2 separate regions of the Sus scrofa genome follow, and region 2 is linked to region 1. The links are chromatin contacts, called in public HiChIP or PLAC-seq maps. All regions are on one chromosome and are shown on one strand. The core of a region is the stretch at or near the end of the contact, and the rest is flanking DNA. Distances in the headings are between cores, read along the strand shown.

Evidence for each region. HiChIP or PLAC-seq counts read pairs in DNA pulled down with a chosen protein or histone mark.
Region 2: an H3K27ac HiChIP or PLAC-seq map of alveolar macrophages shows a contact between it and region 1. The contact joins two enhancer-like sites. A contact is called at or near these places in 1 of 47 Hi-C or Micro-C datasets (liver) and 1 of 2 datasets of contacts at active chromatin or transcription factors (alveolar macrophages).

What each region holds. Positions count from the first base shown.
Region 1 is chr10:33,187,017-33,189,716 of Sscrofa11.1, forward strand. The region is part of intron 2 of NFX1 (transcriptional repressor NF-X1); the gene reads right to left. Among named protein-coding and RNA genes, the nearest start is that of NFX1, 12 kb to the right of the region's middle. Within about 2 kb of position 1,310, at least 4 of the 83 cell types and tissues checked have an H3K27ac peak or open chromatin away from gene starts, as enhancers often do. A contact at or near this core is called in alveolar macrophages, where this site is marked.
Region 2 is chr10:33,322,874-33,325,614 of Sscrofa11.1, forward strand. All of the region lies in intron 1 of B4GALT1 (beta-1,4-galactosyltransferase 1), which reads left to right. Among named protein-coding and RNA genes, the nearest start is that of B4GALT1, 6.9 kb to the left of the region's middle. Within about 2 kb of position 1,373, at least 57 of the 83 cell types and tissues checked have an H3K27ac peak or open chromatin away from gene starts, as enhancers often do. A contact at or near this core is called in alveolar macrophages, where this site is marked.

The DNA of each region.
Region 1 (2,700 bases), core at 60-2,559:
TGTGGTTTCAAGCCCTGGCCTCACCTAGCTCAGTGGGTTAAGAATCCAGGATTGCCGAAAGCTGTGGCATAGGTCACAGACGCAGTTCACATCGGTGTTACTGTAGCTGTGGTGCAGACTGCAGCTGCTGCTTTGATTCAACCCCTAGCCCCTGAATTTCAATATGCCACAGGTGCAGCCTTGAAAAGGAAAAAAAAAAGGGTTTTCAAAGATTGAGTAGGAAACCATTACATTATCATAAACAAAAAGGATAAAAATTTAAAAATAATTTATATCATTTCAACTATGTAAAACTGAGCATTGACAAATTCTTGGAGTTCCCGTTGTGGCTCAGTGGTTAACGAATCTGACTAGGAACCATGAGATTTTGGGTTTGATCCCTGGCTTTGCTCAGTGGGTTAAGGATCCAGCGTTGCCGTGAGCTGTGGTATAGGTTGCAGATGCGGCTCAGATCCCACATTGCTGTGGTAGGCTAGCGGGTACAGCTCCGATTAGACCCCTAGCCTGGGAATCCCCTTATGCCACAGAGGCAGCCCTAGAAAATGCAAAAAGACAAAAAAAAAAAAAAAAAAAAAAAAGAAAAATTCTCTAACAATAAAAAGTTAAAGCTGATTATATCTGGATGGTGGGAATAAAAGTTATTTACCTTAGCAAGTTTAGTAAGCTACGTTCTTGAAGGTAAAGCAGGTGTGTGTGTGTGTGTGTGTGTGTGTGTGTTGGCTGTGTCCATGGCATGTGAAAGTCCCCTGGCCAGGGATCAAAATGGAGCCACAGCAGCGATAATGCCAAATCCTTAAACGCTAGCCCACCAGGGAACACTATGGCAGCTGTTTTTTAAAAGCTTATACAACATAAGCATAGTCAACATATTCAAGATAGTCTTGCTGAATCTGAAGCATATGTCAGACGTCACATTCATTTATGTGAGTCTAAGGCTTGTGGCAGTGCTTATCGACTGGAAGTAAAGGATTACAAGTCAGCACAGCATAGAGGCAATAGCTGAAAGTATAGAACTGATGTAATCTCCCAATGAGATCTACCAAGTTAAGAGAGAGGGCTGAGATAAAGCCCCAGGAAACACCAACATTTAGGGTCGAGGTGGAGGAAGAGAAACATGAAGTCACAAGCAGCAACAAGTCAAGCAGAACAAGGAGGACCAGAAGTTTGAGGTACTAAAGGAGTCAAGGAAGTTATATTTCAGAAAAGATCCCTTTGTGTCAAACTCAAAGGGAAGTTCAGGATAATAAAGACTGTGTCATTCATGACCTTACCAGTAACTCTCTGAGTCAAGATGGTGATGCTGGCAGAAGACTGAGAAGTGAATCAAAACAGGGAAAAGGCACAGAGCAGATGACTCTTGATTAGACTGAATGGAAGGAAAGAAACATTCTTGGCAGGTCACATAACAGGGAATTTTTTCTTTTAAGAGAGCAGGACAGACTCGAGAAGAGCTTCAGGCTGAGAGCTTGGAGTGGTAGGTGTGAAAATGAAAAGGTTGGTAGAAGGCAATAAAGGCGCTCTCAGAATAAAAGAAAAGAAAGAACAGGCCCAGATGGCTCTGAGTTGTTTAGAGAGCAAAAGGTTGAGAAAATTATACCCTTTCTCAGTGAAACAGGAGGCAAGGAGGTCCGCTGAGGCTGAGAAATGAATGTTAGGAAGGTCTGAATAAGTGTGGAGAAGGTTTGGAGTAGTCTTTGGTGAAAATGGGAAGGATAGCTACCCAAGATCACATAAGGGGAAACTAGAGGTGATGAAAGCCACCTGAAGTTGGAGACCACTATTCAAAAATACTTACTGGGCATTTACTATGTGCCAGGCACTCTTTAGACACTAAGGATATACAATGAACAAACACAAAAATCTTCTGCCCTTAAGAAGTTTATTATCTTGTGGAGAAAGATAGCCAATAAGCAAATAAATAATAAGTAGCATCATCAAATAGTAATAAGTGCAACAGAGAAGGAAAAGAGAATGCTGGCAGTTGGGGAAGGATTATAGATTTAAACAGGGTGATCAGGAAGGCTTCTCATAGAAGGTGAGTGAATTTGCAGCAGCACCAAATCTGTACTGTTATACAATTTCCTGGAATGGCATTCTGTCACCCAGATGGGACAGATCAGCTCAACTGCAGCATCAGTCCAGGGCTGGGATTCTGCCAAATGTCTTGGTGAAAGGATACTACTTCGAACAACCTACGATAAGGCGTAGACTGAAGAGGGAATGAAGAAGGGTAGGAGACAGACAGAACTGGTGGTGGTGTGGAGGTGGAATGAATGTGAAGGTCATTGCAGTTGACAAGATCAAAGAACCTGAGGATGGCATAACCCCTACGGATCGCTGAAGTCACCCACAACAACAGCAGAATTTACAGTAAATCAGTAGTTCTCAAACCTAAATGTGCATAAGAATCACCCAGAGGCTTGTTAAGAGACTTCTGGGCATGACTCCCAAAATTTCTGTTTGGTAAGTCTGAGGTGAGGCCCAGACTTGTTAGTGAATGTATTTCTAACAAGTTCCCTGGTATTGCTGACGGCTATTGGTCTGGGACTATACCTTGAGAACAACCGTGGTAGAGAAAAGAAACAGACTAAACACATTAATAAATGAGGACTGGCGTTGGGGAATTTGGAGGCTAACAGATGACAAAGATAAGGAAACATGGGAGGTGATGGAAATAAAAGGTCACGTAGGAAGTTCCTG
Region 2 (2,741 bases), core at 123-2,622, 140 kb after region 1:
AGTGTGTGTGTGTGTGTTTAGTCTCCCCCTCTCCCTATCTATCCCCTTTCCTTCCTTTCTTCCATTTTTCTTCCTCTTTTTCAGAAACCCAGGGTTGTCATCAAAATTCTCCAGGCCATGAAGTTCCTGTCGTGGCTCAGCAGAAACAAATCTGACTAGGAATCATGAGGTTGCGGGTTCGATCCCTGGCCTCGCTCAGTGGGTTAAGGATCCAGCATTGCTGTTAGCTGTGGTGTAGGTCGCAGACATGACTTGGATCTGGCCTTGCATTGGCTGTGGTGTAGGCCAGCAGCTGTAGCTGTGATTAGCCTGGGAACCTCCATATGCTGCGGATGTGGCCCTAAAACGACAAAAGACAAACAAACAAACAAACAAAATCTCCAGGCCTGGTTTTATCTGATTGAGTAAAAACATTCCTCTAATTTCTGAAGCCTTGCATTAGCTCTGCTGGATAATCTTTAACTTGCTGCTTTATAATGACTATAATGAGACATCAGCAGCCATCGAATTGGATATTACTGTCTTTGGGTAGCAGCCAGGTAAGGATTTCCAGGCTGAGCCTAGACTAATTTATGGTTAGGGAAAGAGGGGACACTGAATGCCCAGGCAGTCCCAGCCCCTCCCACGAATTCCACCTTGGGGACCTTCCAGACTTTGGGGGCAGGGCCAGGAAGCTTACCCTCCTCAGGCTCAGCCGGACTCTGAGTTTGTGTGTAAAAGGGGCCCAGGCATCCTCTGGTCAAGTCGACCTGGGGATTTCTTCATTGACCTCTTCCCCAGTGCCTCCTCTGCCTATTCCCTGCTCAGTGTTCCCTGTCTGCTCCTGACAAGAAGCAGAGACTGAAATCCTGTTTGTATCCATGTCCACCTGGAAATTCCAGTTATCCTTATCTGCTTAAACAGCAAACCAATTGTCTGAGGACAAATGGTCCTCCCTTTGGGCCTCCACCATAGCCATTTTACACTTGCCTCTGGCACTGCCCGTGTGGTCTAAACGATGAGATCACTTAAAGGCCTGCCTGCCAGACCCTGACTCCTGGGGGAGTTAACAAGGCATGAGATTGGATTTGGTGACCTCCACAGGGTCCCTCCTGTCCCTTAACCTGACCAGGGATCCTGAGAGCCAGGCTGTGCTTGGGATTGCAAAAGTGTCCGTTGTGGGGGCCTCTGTGTTTACCTGAGCCCAGCAGGTCGCTAGCTTGGGGAGGAGATCTTGGATCCTGTTCTAAAGGTCAGAAACCTCTCGGTTGGAAGGTCGTGGTGGGTTGGGGGCAGGGGACAGGGTCTGGTGGAAAGCTGGTTCTGGGTGAACGTGGCCTAAAGGGATTTGTCCTTGGGAGACAGAAGGGCTGAGTCACAGGCTCAGTGTTTCAGGTTCCACTTTTCAGCCTGGCTCAGCCCGCCCCTTCCCTGCACAGATGAGGGCCAGGGGCTATCTAATTGGCTGTTGCTGAATTCTTTGGCAGTGATTTTAATGTCTGGTCTGGGTGTGTAATATAGCTGCTCCTCTTTCCCCCTGCCGCCTCTCCCAGCCCCTCACAAAGCCCAGAGTGAGAGGAGAAGGATTTGTCTTGCTGAGATGCCAGGGGCCAGGGCTGTGGGTCTTTGCTCTTGCCTGTTTTTTTTTTTTTTTGAGAAGCAGGTAATCTCTTCCCCCTTTTTGTAAAAAGTCATTCAGGTTCATTGAAAACAACTTGAGAAGTTAAAAGAGGTTGAAAAGCACATCTCTATTCCTGTTATTTAGAGGAAACCATTGGCCACTTTCCTGCTAATCTTTTTTTCCTGTACATGTTTAAGAATTTAGCTGATATCTTTAGGAGTTCCCATCATGGCTCAGAAGAGGCGAGTCTGACTAGCATCCATGAGGACGCAGGTTTGATCCCTGGCTTCACTCAGTGGATTAAAGATCCGGCATTGCCATGAACTGTGGTATAGGTCACAGACATGGCTTGGATCTGGCATTGCTATGGTTACAGTGTGGGCTGGTGGCTGTAGCTCTGATTTGACCCCTAGCCTGGGAACTTCCATATGCTGTGGGTGGGGCCCTAAAAAAGACCAAAAAAAAAAAATTAGCTAATATCTTTATAGATGGACAGGTAGATTGGTACAGATAGATGGAAATAGCCTAGTGTCCTGGATTTATCCTTAAGACTCTGTGACAAGCTTGGTCCTACACCTTTAAAAACCACAAAGGCTATGACTTTCTCTTATTATTCAACTGTTGTTGAACATATATACAGATAGTTTTTGTTTTTACTTAGTGGTCCAGTGAGGCTCATGCATAAAGCTTTATGCACTTTTTGGATTGTTTTCATAGTAGAATTTTTTTTTTTTTTTTTGGCCATACCCACAGCATGTGGAATTTCCCCAGCTAGAGATGGAAACCACGCCACAGCAGCGACTTGAGCCTCTGCGGTGACAACGCCGGATCCTTAACCCACTGTGTCACAAGAGAACTCCCATGGTAGATTTTTTTTTAAAGGAAGAAAAGGGGGTGAGTGCTTTTTGAGAAGGGCTCTCTTTTTAAACCAGTCTTACTAAAGCATGAACCCATTTAAAATTTTAGGTTTGCTAAGTGGTGACAGATGAATATCATTTACTGCTGAATGAAGGATAAATCTAGAATTCTGATTAAAAAGTGGGTACAGGAAGTGCCTGGTGCAGGGGCAGAGAGCCAGGCTACAGGATAGGCACTCTTGAGGTTAGGCTGAGCAGAAATCAGCTGTCCTCAGAATCAGGGG